2 separate regions of the Sus scrofa genome follow, and region 2 is linked to region 1. The links are chromatin contacts, called in public promoter capture Hi-C maps. All regions are on one chromosome and are shown on one strand. Each heading gives the region's core, a stretch centred on a gene start, on an enhancer-like site or on the middle of the called end of the contact. The rest is flanking DNA. Distances are from core to core; before and after follow the strand shown.

Evidence for each region. Promoter capture Hi-C pulls out the DNA fragments that hold promoters and counts their contacts.
Region 2: a promoter capture Hi-C map of liver shows a contact between it and region 1, with 3 times the contacts expected there. The contact joins the promoter of TRMT13 here to the promoter of EXTL2 in region 1. A contact is called at or near these places in 1 of 5 promoter capture datasets (liver) and 1 of 47 Hi-C or Micro-C datasets (liver).

Annotation. Positions count from the first base shown.
Region 1 is chr4:117,394,846-117,401,005 of Sscrofa11.1, reverse strand. It overlaps EXTL2 (exostosin like glycosyltransferase 2), which reads right to left and starts at 3,795. Exons shown (of 5, transcript NM_001243549.1): 1 at 3,234-3,795; 2 at 986-1,063. The coding sequence starts at 990. It overlaps SLC30A7 (solute carrier family 30 member 7), which reads left to right and starts at 4,623. Exons shown (of 11, transcript NM_001136211.1): 1 at 4,623-4,771; 2 at 4,980-5,081. The coding sequence starts at 4,692.
Region 2 is chr4:117,981,215-117,987,412 of Sscrofa11.1, reverse strand. TRMT13 (tRNA:m(4)X modification enzyme TRM13 homolog) reads left to right here and starts at 1,780. Exons shown (of 10, transcript XR_002343574.1): 1 at 1,780-2,031; 2 at 5,728-5,774; 3 at 5,862-5,928. SASS6 (spindle assembly abnormal protein 6 homolog) reads right to left here and starts at 1,814. Exons shown (of 17, transcript XM_021090148.1): 1 at 1,478-1,814. The coding sequence starts at 1,794.

The DNA of each region.
Region 1 (6,160 bases), core at 2,546-5,045:
AGGAAGCTTAGCAATGAAAGCTGTCAGACCTCTTCTCTCTTTCTGTCATTACCTAACCTCTCAAATCGGTGATGTTTCAAACCTTTAGAGAGGCGGGAATTAAAATATATCCACCCCATTTAGTAGATGGGATAGCTGAGACTTGAATATGAAATGACTTTTCCTGAGCACAGAGAGAGGGGTGGGTTTGAACAAACTCCCGACTCTCACACTTGACCTGCTTTGTATCTGCAGTATCTTTTGCATAGTCTCTGTTTTCAGCTTTGTTCTTGTCTATGAGAGTATTTCAACTCTGGAGGTATTGACGTCATTCTGTGATCTGGACTACTATTTCAATGGATAAGATCAAAAGAGACATTACTGTATTTTCTCACAGACTCTGGTTCAAGTGAAAAGTCCTCTTTCCAAAGGAACAAAAATCCCTTTGTAGGAAACAATTTTTCTCAGATAAAAATACCGGTACTTCATTTATATCCATAGTAGCATTATTCACAACAGTCAAAAGGTTGGAAGCAACCCAAATGTCCATGGACAGATGAATGGATAAACAAAATGTGGTAGAGACATACAATGGAATATTATTCAGCCGTTAAAAGGAAGAAAAAGAAGGAAATTCTGATACTTGGTACAACATGGATGGACTTTGAGGACATCATGCCCAGTGAAATAAGCCAGTTTACAAAAGGACAAATATTCTACGATTTCACTTACATGAGGAATCTAGAGTAGTCAAAATAATAGTAACAGAAAGTAAAATGGTGGTTGCCGGGGGTTTGGGGAACAGAGAAATAGAGTTGTTGTTTAATGGTTATAGACTCTCAGTTTTGCAGGATGAAAAAGTTCTCCAGATTGGCTGCTCAACAATGTAAATACATTTAACACTATGAGCTATACACTTAAAAATGGTTAAGATGGCAGATATTAGCTATATTTTACCCCAGTTTTTAAAAAATAAACAACAACAACAACAACAACTGGTACTTACCTCATTATGGTAAAGTTTTAATTTAAAAATTTTTTTCTTTATGGCTTCAGTAATTCATAGGAACAGGCTCTCTTGGCACTATTAAGGAAAATCAGAAAATTTTTGTGATGTTTTTGTCAACCAGCAGGAAATTTTTTAAAAATGAATTTTTATGCTATTGGCCATAGGCTTTGAATTATTTTTAGAAATTAAAATTTGCTATAATGTGTACTAAAAATTACATTTAGGCAATTAGGTAGATAACAGCTTCCTGTGAAGTTGGTACCAACACTGCTATATTTTTGTTTTTCTCTTTCTCTTAAGTATCCGGAAGTAGAAGAAACTCACACAATCCCGATAATCTAATGTGTTTACACATGTGAAACCAGAACATATATGCCATGGGGTAAGACCTCTTATGCATTAGCAACCTGCACTTGTATTCAATTTCTAGATGCTTTTTAGCATCTGTAGTTTTATCTACCATCAAAACCTCTTTTTTTCACTAAAGGTTCATAGGGCATTCAATTTGAAGTACTAAAAATCCACAGGGTCTAAAATAGGATTGCAGATAAATGTGAGGATTGATTACTGAGGAATGACAAATGGCATCCTTCTTATTCCCTACTGACTATTGGAACTGGAACCTTGAACCCAAGGAGCTGGAACTTTGGCTGGAGACGAGCTTCTGCCCCTTCATCTTCTCTGCTTTCATTTCTCACAGCCCTTAATCGCACATCTAAAAGGCTGAGTTTTTTCCCCCATATAGTTTGCATAGTTACCCTAATGCAGATATATAGATAGATAGATACATATTTCTATTATGTAATCTTATAAACCCACTGAATCTTATATCATATGAAGGAATTCAGAACTGATTGGAGACTTGTAGGATACTGCAGCTGTAATGACCACCTGCATACAGCTGAAGAATCATTTTTGATTTTCCCAAATCATATTCTTTCATGATACATGTTATGGAAGGGGCAAAAGGAAGGCTTAACATGTATCTAAACTCGAGTGACAGTTGTTCCTCCCTGCTACATCAAAAGCACTCTTGTGCACATCTTAAATATTATGCAGTTCTAAAATCCTGGCCTGATTTGCCCTCTCCTCACATCTAGCTTCTTTCCATAAAATTCCTCCAGGGAAAGAACCTTGACTTGTCAGGTTTTGTAACCCACTTCCCTTCCCCCACCTCTGCCCAGCACAGAGCCTAGTACATGGTAGATGTTCACTGAATGACTGTTGAATGAATGAAAGAAAGTAACTTTAGCTTTGATATGACAATACATATTGGTTAACATATATGGGGCAATCATTTCAAGAAGATAAAAGAAGTGAGACACATCAAACATTTTCCACTCAGAGAACTTTTCGTGATTTAAAGTGTCCAATTACCATTTCTAGTAAAATGCTTTTCGTATTGCAGTTGGTAATTTTGCCACTTAAGGATGAAAGATGTGAAGTGGCATTGCCGCCTTTTGAAAGAAGGCCCTCATGGGAATAGCTATCTTATATTTTGGGGGTGAGGAGTGGGGACTTAGGAGTCCCAGGACCAATACAACTGAAATTAAACTTCAATTTTTCCAACTTATTTAAAAGCTATTATGAAAAAGGGTATTGCAGATTTCTCTATAAACCAGCTGAGCAATTTCTCATCCAAAGCAATATAAGATAAAATGCAGAATTTATCTTCAAAGGCAGAATACAAAAACACAAGCTCAAATTCCAGCTGACCTTGATGAGTTAAGGGAACGCTGCAAATCAGTTGCTGACATTTAGTTACTTCCATATACCCTCACCTCCCCCCCCCCAGCAAAGTTACATCATATTGAAATAAAGCAGCTTTGGAGAAAAACTCAATTGCCATGGAAATATTTATCTTGAACCCAGTTTGTACCCACTGATGTTTCCCTGGCAGTGCAGTTGAATAAAATTCAGTCTATGGCTAATATAAAAGCTTCCTAAAAATATAAATAAATGCTACTAATTGAAAATATTTCTTTAAGTTAAAATAATGAAATATATGCCTAGAAAGGCAAAGTACTCTTTCCAGAACTTAATTTCTGGAATCTAGCTGTTTTTATAAAGCAGTTTTAATTAACATGGACATTTAAAAAAAATTGCAGAGTACATAAATTATGTTTTTAAAAATAAAACCACCTAATCACCACCCCACATACTCACAAAGTTCCAAGGAGAGCAAAACACATATATGCTCACTGCAGAACATTTTTAACATGAGAGCATTTTGGTATTTCCTTACCTCGAGTGCAGAAGATTGCAGTGGGACCAGCCGATTTATTTGCTTGCAGCTTGGTGATCATAAAACGGAAGGGGCGTCTCGCTTGCTCATTTTTTGTTTTTTTCCAAACCCAGTAGCGTGCAAGGACTTGGCGTCACTCGCTGGATGGATAACCTGGATGAAACGCTGACCGCAAAGAGAGAGCCTGAAGCAGGGGGCCGTCCCGGGCGGCCACCCCTCCCTTTCGGTGACGCTCCACTTCCTGTTAGACTATAAGGCTGTTCCCAAGAAGCTCGGTTTTGTAGTTTCCAGCCCACCTCCAAAAGCCGGTCGTCCTTTATCCCCATTTCTCCCCCAAGACAACACCTTGTACTCATTCAGGTGATGGACCACCTGACCTTACCCAAGCAATTTCCCGGAAAGACGCCCGAAGACGAGTTCCAACGACCGTGGGTGCCCAGGACAGGCCCGTCGGGCTAGCCTCCCCGAGCTCCGCACGTCCCTGCGTCCCACCAAAGAGCCTGTTTTTCCTGCACTTCCTCGCGATGGGCAGTGGGGTTCTGACGAGCGTTAGAGCCGCGACTGCGGCCTCCGGGATGACCTGGAAGTGAAGGGGACGTGTAGGAACTCGAGTTTTGGGTTATCTGCGGATTGAGAATTGTCGTGGAAGCAATGCCTTAACCAAACCTGCATTCCAACCCAGTCTCGTCGGCGCTCCTTTTAAAGGGTTCTCTTAAATACATTTAAAATTCTTTCGGAAGACCTTTATTGATTGCCTCCAGCGTGGCAGTACGGAGAGGTCAGGCGCTGTTTTCGGGGGGCGGGGCGGGGTGGATTGTTAGGATGTGGGTGTCCAGGGTTCACCCAGCAAAACCATCATTTGCGCTTCCTGTGGAGTGAAGGCGAGAGAACGTGCGGCCTAGGTTCTTAAGCACTGCTGCCCAGGGCATCAGGTCTTAATGATAACAGGGGTAAGGGCGAAAGGGCTGGCGCTGGACGCCAGCGCATCCGGGAACATCGGCGGTAGGCGGTCAGGGTGGACGAGTGCGGGCTCTCAACTTCCCACCCAGCCCAGGCCGTGAGAGGGCCAGCTCAGGACTTTCCTCCTCAGTCCAGGTGGCGGGACTCCACCCCAGGTCGGCCCTTTGGAACACCGAGTCGTTGCAACCACCTTTAACTCGCAGAAAAACCCGCGCAGCCCCGCCCCCTGTCGTAAGCCCCGCCCCACCGCGCAAGTCCCGCCCTCGGCCCCGCCTTCCCCCTTTCCCGTCCCAGGACGCGTTGCGCGGCCCGGGCCGGAAGTCGGCGGGTTCCCGGGTGTGTGTGTCTGAGTCTGTGTCTGAGTCTGTGTCTGGAAGCGGCGCGCGGCCCGGGACAAGCTCCGGGGCTTCCCATCTGAGGCGTCACCACTGTCACTACCATCACCCACGGAGCCGCTACTAGTGGGGTGTAGACCCGGCCCTTCGCCGGGCAGAGAAGATGTTGCCCCTGTCCATCAAGGACGATGAATACAAACCACCCAAGTTCAATCTGTTCGGCAAGATCTCGGGCTGGTTTAGGTGCGGGGTGCTGTGTTTGCGGGATGGGGATGTCTGGCAGAAGGGGAGAAGGCCCAAACCTAAGGATGGCTCGAGGTCCAGGGAGGGAGCGTCGGGGACACCCTCGTTTTGAAAGTGTGGACTGGGAGGGTCTTGAAAGGAGAACCCAGCCTCCGGGTCCCGGCCCGCTTTGACTTTCCCGGCTCTTCCCCACTTGTGTCATGCCTAGGTCCATCCTGTCGGACAAGACGTCTCGGAACCTGTTTTTCTTCCTGTGCCTGAACCTCTCTTTCGCTTTTGTCGAACTACTCTACGGCATCTGGAGCAACTGGTAACCAAAGGGAAAAAGGGTTGGGGCGGAAGCAGAGGGTGGGGGAGACGAAACACTGTTTGCTTAGTGCCACGTAGCTGCTCACCGGGAGGTTCAGGTCTTGCCTTTGCCACCACCTCTGCTGCAGAGTTGCTTTCTCATATCCACACTGGTCTGGCATGCTTACGTTTCTTAAAATTCTGGGCCATCACATGCAGCAGTTAAAATTTAGGTCCCCGCTCCCTCCTTCCACCACCACCCCCTAGTCCGATAAACGCGAGTGCCAAGACCCTTCTTCAGTTTGACACATGGAGACAGTCTTTTGTCTTTACACGCGTTAGCTTTGCCCCACTTTCTTGGAACTGGGAGAAACACGTTTCCTGCCTCTCTGTGGGGGAGTGGCATTTAGATTCTCCCTTAAAAGTCCGGGAGGGAATATCACATGTTCTACTTAATATGTTATTAGATCTTGGAATGAGGAAGAGGTTTTTAAAAGGGATATCTTTATATCCCTTTTGATGCTCTTTTTTTTCTTGGCATTAGGCTGAAACTGTCTCATGATTTTCCTCCGGTCTTGACTGCGGTAGAAAATCCCGTGTAGTTTTCTGAAAGCTTTACATCTTTTGAGTTGATGGTTTTTGGTGTCACATTTGGTTGTTTTGGTTTTGTTTTTTAACTGCTTTGCGAAGAGGTATATCCAATATAACTGTACTGTTATCCGGGTGTTTGCTGTTGAATAATGTAAGATCTTGTAAAATTGGCTAACAATAAGATCATCTCACTTGGAGGTATACTGATGCATCTTTAAATATCATACACATTTGAGAATCTTATAAAGCCAACACTTCAAAATTTTATCTGGGGGTTCCTGTTCTGGCTCAGCGGAAACAAATCCAACCAGGAACCATGAGGTTGAGGTTGAGGGTTCGATCCCTGGCCTCGCTCAGGGGGTTAAGGATCCGTCGTTACCGTGAGCTGTGGTGTAGGTCTCAGAGGCTGCTCAGATCTGGCGTTGCTGTGGCTCTGGTGCTTAGGCCACGCTACAGCTTATTTCGACCCCTAGCCTGGGAACCTCCATATGCCGTGGGTGCGGCCCTAAA
Region 2 (6,198 bases), core at 531-3,030, 590 kb before region 1:
AGGAGTTTCAATATTGGAATCAGAAATTATGCCCCCCCAACATTTTATCTCTCTATAATCATTCCAGAACAGGGCTGTCCAACAGAGATACAATGAAGCCACCTATGTAATCTTTAACTTTTTAGAAGCCACATTTAAAAAATTAAAACGGATAAATTAATTTTAATATTTAACCCTATATATCCAAAATATTGCCTATATATGCAAAATGCAAAATACATGTTAAGATAATGATTTATAAATTCCATCAATATAAAAATGGAAACATTTTACATACCTTTTTTCTCATAGTAAGTTTTCAAAGTCCAACGTGCATTTTACTCATGCCACATCGGTTCCGATTAGCTCCATTTCAAATGTCCAATAAACATAGTGGCTCCCATATTGGGCAGCACAAAAGAATAACCAACTAGTCTACAAATCTCCATTTACAGCTGCTGGTTTTGGTACCATCTCCTCCCTGGCTTGCCAATTGATTCTGGACCTAATTCTGAACTACATACTAATTTCACATCACTGGCAGCTCAACAAATCAATGTCTTCATTTCTTTTAATGTCACATTTCCACACCACTTAGTTTTCACATATATTTTCACACCTGATCCTCATTAACAACCAACCATGTAGGTAGCCATGTTTTATCAGCTTTACTAATGAGGAAAATCAAGGTTCAGAGAGGAGCCAGCTGACACTGAGTGGTGCACTTGAGACAAAATTGAAATCTCCTGCCAAATCTCCCTACTTCGGCCTCAACAGCACCACCTCTTTAACCAAAGTTGTAACTTTTACATTTATCTGTGATACTGGCCTTTATTTCCACCCTCACCAGACTGTAAACTCCACCAACACAAGAACTCTCCTGATCACTGTATCCCCGGTGCCCAGGAAGAGTGTTCAACGTTTGTTGAATGACTAAATGAATATATGGTTTTCAACAATTGTTTTTCAATTTATTACACGTAATTTATTTTTAGTAACTATGACGAAAGAGAGGCAATACACCACAAATTTGTAGAGTTTTTTTTTTTTTTTTAAGTCTAACCTTGCATTTACTTCCAGTAGCGTTCAAAGGAGAGAGGGGGGAAAAAGGGCCGTGAGCCAAAGCCTGAATTCTAGTGCCCGCCCGCCGTGAACTCGTGAGCTCTCACGCAAATTACTTAATTTCTCTGAGCCAGACTTCTTATCCGTCAAAAAGAGAAATGGGCTATCATCTCCATGACAACATCCAGAGATAAGACTTAAAAAAAAACACACACAAAAACTGATGCGGGTCGGCGACCCATTCCTCACTCTTCCCTCCCCAGCAACGGCAGACTTTGAAACGACCACGAGGTCCCAGCCAGCTCTGTCTCCGCGGCCCGGGGAGATGGGCCGCACACCCAGCGCAGGCCGGGGCCCACCGGCCGGAGCCGCCATCTTTCCCCCTTGGCCCGACCCCTAACCGCCACCCGCGGGCACAGAGTAACGCGGCCCTCACCTCTCCTCGCAGTCTTTACATTTCACCTGCAACGGGACGAGTTGCTGGAACAGAATCTGGCTCATGCTGAACCCCTGCCCCGGCCGGTGTGCGGAAAAACCCAAACGGGCCGGCGGGTCAGCGGTACTAGCCTGAAAGGCCTCCGGGGCCTGTTTAAGTTTGGCGCTCGGCTTCCGCGGAAGAGGCGGGGAAAGTGAAGCAGAGACGATACGGAGGAGGTTTGGGCCTCGCCGGCCACCATCAGCTTCTTCCGGTTTTGTGACGGCTGGGCGGTCGTTCCGGGTACCCTCCTGCGTGGCGGGATCCGAGGCCGCCATATTTGTTAAGGGAAGGGAACCCGAGAGGCGCTAACAACTTTTCCTCTCTTCGCCGGATCGATGCTTGCTACCTGAAGTAAGCCCTGAATTATGGCGGCTTCTGCGCCGACACCGCATGGAACTGACTCTCCAGCAGAGGGGCGATGCGGTTACTATGTGGAAAAGAAGAAGCGGTTCTGCAGGATGGTGGTGGCAGCGGGGAAAAGGTTCTGTGGTGAACACGCTGGAGCGGCGGAGGTCTGGTATCGCCTTACCCTCTCGAGGGTCGGAAATAAGTTTCCTGGTCCGGCACTTTCCCTCTCTGACAGATTTCTGCTTCTGTCCCCTGGAGTTTCCAGCTTTTCCCGTGATAAACGCAGTCCTGGCCTCCCTAGGGAGCGATGATGAGCCGTAGTGAAGTGCAGTGTTGTCTTGTACTAAGTAAAGCGCCAGCAGTGACCCGTTTATCTTGATACCAACTCGTGGTAACGCTAGATTGTAGTTTTACCGCAGACTACCGCTTCTTGCGCTCCGCTCACTCTCCGCCTTCCTGATGGGAAGTGGTGGTTTAGAAAGAAGACAGATCCCAAGGTTTCACTCATTGTGTTTTCATTGTTTTGTGAACGATAATCACTTCTTGTGAATTATTGTGAGTCACTTCTTGTGAATTAGATGTACAGTCTTTTGAAAGCAACTAATAACTACTTTGCTGCAAAGGGGAAGGAAAGATTTAAAAACATGTAAGAATTGACTCAACACTGAGAACAGAAACTGTATGATTTTGTTCCATTAAACGTATGATTGTGATGTCGAACTATATATCTTTATGTATGTGTTTTTCTTTAGGAGATATATGATAGAAAATTTTAAAAACAGCAAGAGCAGAATGCTTATAGAAAGAGCATGTTTGATAGCTTTTAGAACAATTAAACCAAATAGACAAGCATCTGATTTCATGTCTTCTGAATGTCCGGTGTTATTTACATTTCTTTTCTTTGTGAGTCCGATGGTTTCTCCTGCTAGGCAATGTCTAATACAGATGCGCGTGCGCGCGCGCACACACACCCCCTCCAGCCCTGCCATCTGCTACTGTCCCTCATAGCCAAAGCTGTACTTCATGTGTTGATTTGACTGACATTTGCGTAGAGTGAAGTGTACTAAAACAAGCAGATTCTTGTTTTGGAATGTAAGTGACTTGTGACTTACAAGGACTCTTTGAAGTACACTCACTGTTGCCTTGGCTGGTTTTGAGGGGACCAGCAAACATCCCCTGATCGAAAAATGAGCTTTATGATTGGAGGAGGCCTTTGTCCTCACTCTAAGACCTTACACTTCACCGTGACCAGACGTCCAGAAGGTGACTGCAGATGCTGAGAGTAGTAGAATAGAAATAGGTCCTTACAGAGTGATTTGTATTCCTAGAAAGGAATAACATCATGTTATTAATCCCTTAAAGAAAGGTTGCAAAATACCAAGTGGAGACACGTTCCATGATTATGATTTGGTTTTCAATTTGGGGCATCCTACTGAATCTGTAATTTATTATGTAACTGAGTGGTATGTTTCCATCTTTTTTTCTTAAGTGTCATCTATAGCTGAGACCACTTGTACTCATTTCACCCAGTGGTTCTTAAATGGTGGTGGTTTAGTCCCCCCAGGAGACACTTGGCAATGTTTGAAGACATTTCGGTTGCCACAGCTGAAGAGTGTTTCTTGCGTCTAGTGGATAGAGGCTGGAGAAGCTAACTTAACATCCTACAATGGGTAGGAAGGCCCCCACAAGAAAGAACCATCCAGCCCAGAATATCAGTAATGCCAAGACTGAGAAACTTTCTGTTTCTAAACCCAAATAATAAAATTTAGAAGTGCTTTTTTCCTCCTACTCTATCATTAGGCTTTCGAAGGTTAGCATAGTCTTCTTCTTCAAGGAGATTAGACTTTAAAAGTTAGCAAATAAGCAATAGTGTTGGAAGTTTCCTCATGGATCAGTGGGTTAAGGATCTGACATTGTCACTGCTGTGTCTTGGGTCACTGCTGTGGCGCAGGTTCGATCCCTGACCTGAGAACTTCCACGTGCCATGGGCACAACAACAACAAAGAACAATGTACTGTATTTTCAAAAAGATACTGAAAATTCTCTCTTGTTCATGAAAATTGATGTACATAGTTTCATGGATATTCTGGGAGGCAGATCAGAACTGAAATAAACTGAAGAAGAAATTGTTAATACTGATAGTGAACACTTAGCATTTACTGTATGAATAGCACTGTGCTTAGCTCTTTTTTTTTAATAATAGCTCACTTAATTTTTACAAACCTTAGGAGGTATGATATATTCTCATCTTTCAGATGAAGCAGTAAGACTACCTTAGATCATAGAGTTAGGACTGATAGAATTGAGAATCATACCTAGACAGTATGGCTGACCTTTGGTTTTAACTGTTACACTATCCTGTTATATAAAGATTCATATCAATGATGGGTAGAATTGCCAACATTATTAATTCCTTTATTTTTTTCCCAAGTGTGTATAGTTAAATTCATGTAACTTAGAAAGGAACAGGATGTAACTCTTCTATACTAAAAGATTGAGGAGTTCCCGTCATGGTGCAGTGGAAATGAATCAGACTGGGAACAATGAGGTTGCAGGTTCTATCCCTGGCCTTGCTCAGTGGGCTAAGGATCTTGCGTTGCCATGAGCTGTGGTATAGGTCTCAGACGCAGCTCGGATCTGGCGTTGCTTTGGCTGTGGCATAAGCCAGCAGCTATAGCTCCAGTTCAACCCCTAGCCTGGGAACCTCCATGTGCCGTGGGTGCGGCCCTAAAAAGTAAAAAAATAACGTTGAAAACCTGGTAGAGTATGGCAGCCTCACCAGATCCTTTAACCCATTGTGCTGGGCTAGGGATTCAGCCCATAACTCAGCAGCAAGCTGAGCCACTGCAGTTGGATTCTTAATCCATTGCACCTCAGCAGGAGCTTCTGTAGTTCATTTTATACGTAATAGTTTGTACCTTTTAATCCTCTACCCCTACATTGTCCTCCCCACCCCCACTGGTAACCACTAATATGTTCTCTTTATCTGTGAATCTGTTTGTTTTTTGTTATATTCACTAGCTGTATTTTTTAGATTCCACATGTAAGTGATATCAGAAAGTATTTGTCTTTCTCTGACTTATTTCACTTCACATAATGCTTTTCAATCCATCCATGTTGCTGCAAATGGCAAGATTTTGTTATTTGTTATTTTTTATGGCTGAGCAGCATTCCATTGTCTATCCACATCTTCTTTGATTCATTCATTTGTTGATGGATACTTACTTTGCGTCCGTGTTGGCAGTTGTAAACAATGCTGCTGTGAACACTGGGATGCACATATCTTTTCAAATTAGCGTTTTTGTTTATTTTGGGAACATGGAATTACTGGGTTATATGATAGTTATACTTTTAGTTTTTTGAGAAATCTCCATACCATTTTCCACAGTGGCTGCACCTATTTATATTCCCACCAACAAGGTAGGAGGGTTCTCTTTTCTCCATATCATCATCCGCATTTGTTGTTTGTGTCTTTTTTTTTTTTTTTGGCCGTGCCAGTGGCATATGGAAGTTCCCAGGCCAGGGATCAAACCCTAGCCACAGCTGCAGCCTGAGCCACTGCAGTGACAACACCAGATCCGAAAACTGCTGCAACACAAGGGTGTTCCCTGTTTTTGTTCTTTTTGATGATAGGCATTCTGATAGGTTAAGGCACTATCTCATTGCACTGCTGTTAAACTCTGTGACTTGATTTTGCCAATGTTTTATTAATGTACTTTTAAGGTTTTCTTACCTTGTTTGGGGATGGCATAAGCTTATGATTACATTGAAGTTGTATCTAGTATCTGTAACCAATGAACTTGATACTTTATTCAAATAAATATATCATGTTTTTGTTTCTTTTTTTTTTTTTTAATTAGGAAGAAAATGCTCGGAAAAGAATCCTGTGTCCTTTAGATCCAAAACAGTAAGTATGGGTCAGAGAAGGGTTTTTCTATGCTAGAAACAGTGATTATCACCGTCTTATTTTAAATAATTTTCTCTTTAAATTTAGCACAGTATATGAAGATCAACTAGCAAAGCATTTGAAAAAATGTAACTCAAGAGAGAAGCCAAAACCTGTAAGTGTTTGATCAGTAAAATTGAATGGTAAAATATGCGGTATACTTAGTAGATTACCAACGTGAATTTTTAACAAGGCTCTTGCTTCAGGAGGCTTAAATATGGCAAATGCATTTGAGTGTATATAGGACATCAGACTGTAAATCCACTTGTAGTCCTTATTCAGATAATAAAATTTTATGCAACAAGAGTGATATTCAGAGAATAAGAGCACAATTTAGCTATTCAAAAATATTAACGTAGTGCCTACTAAATTTATTTCAATAAAT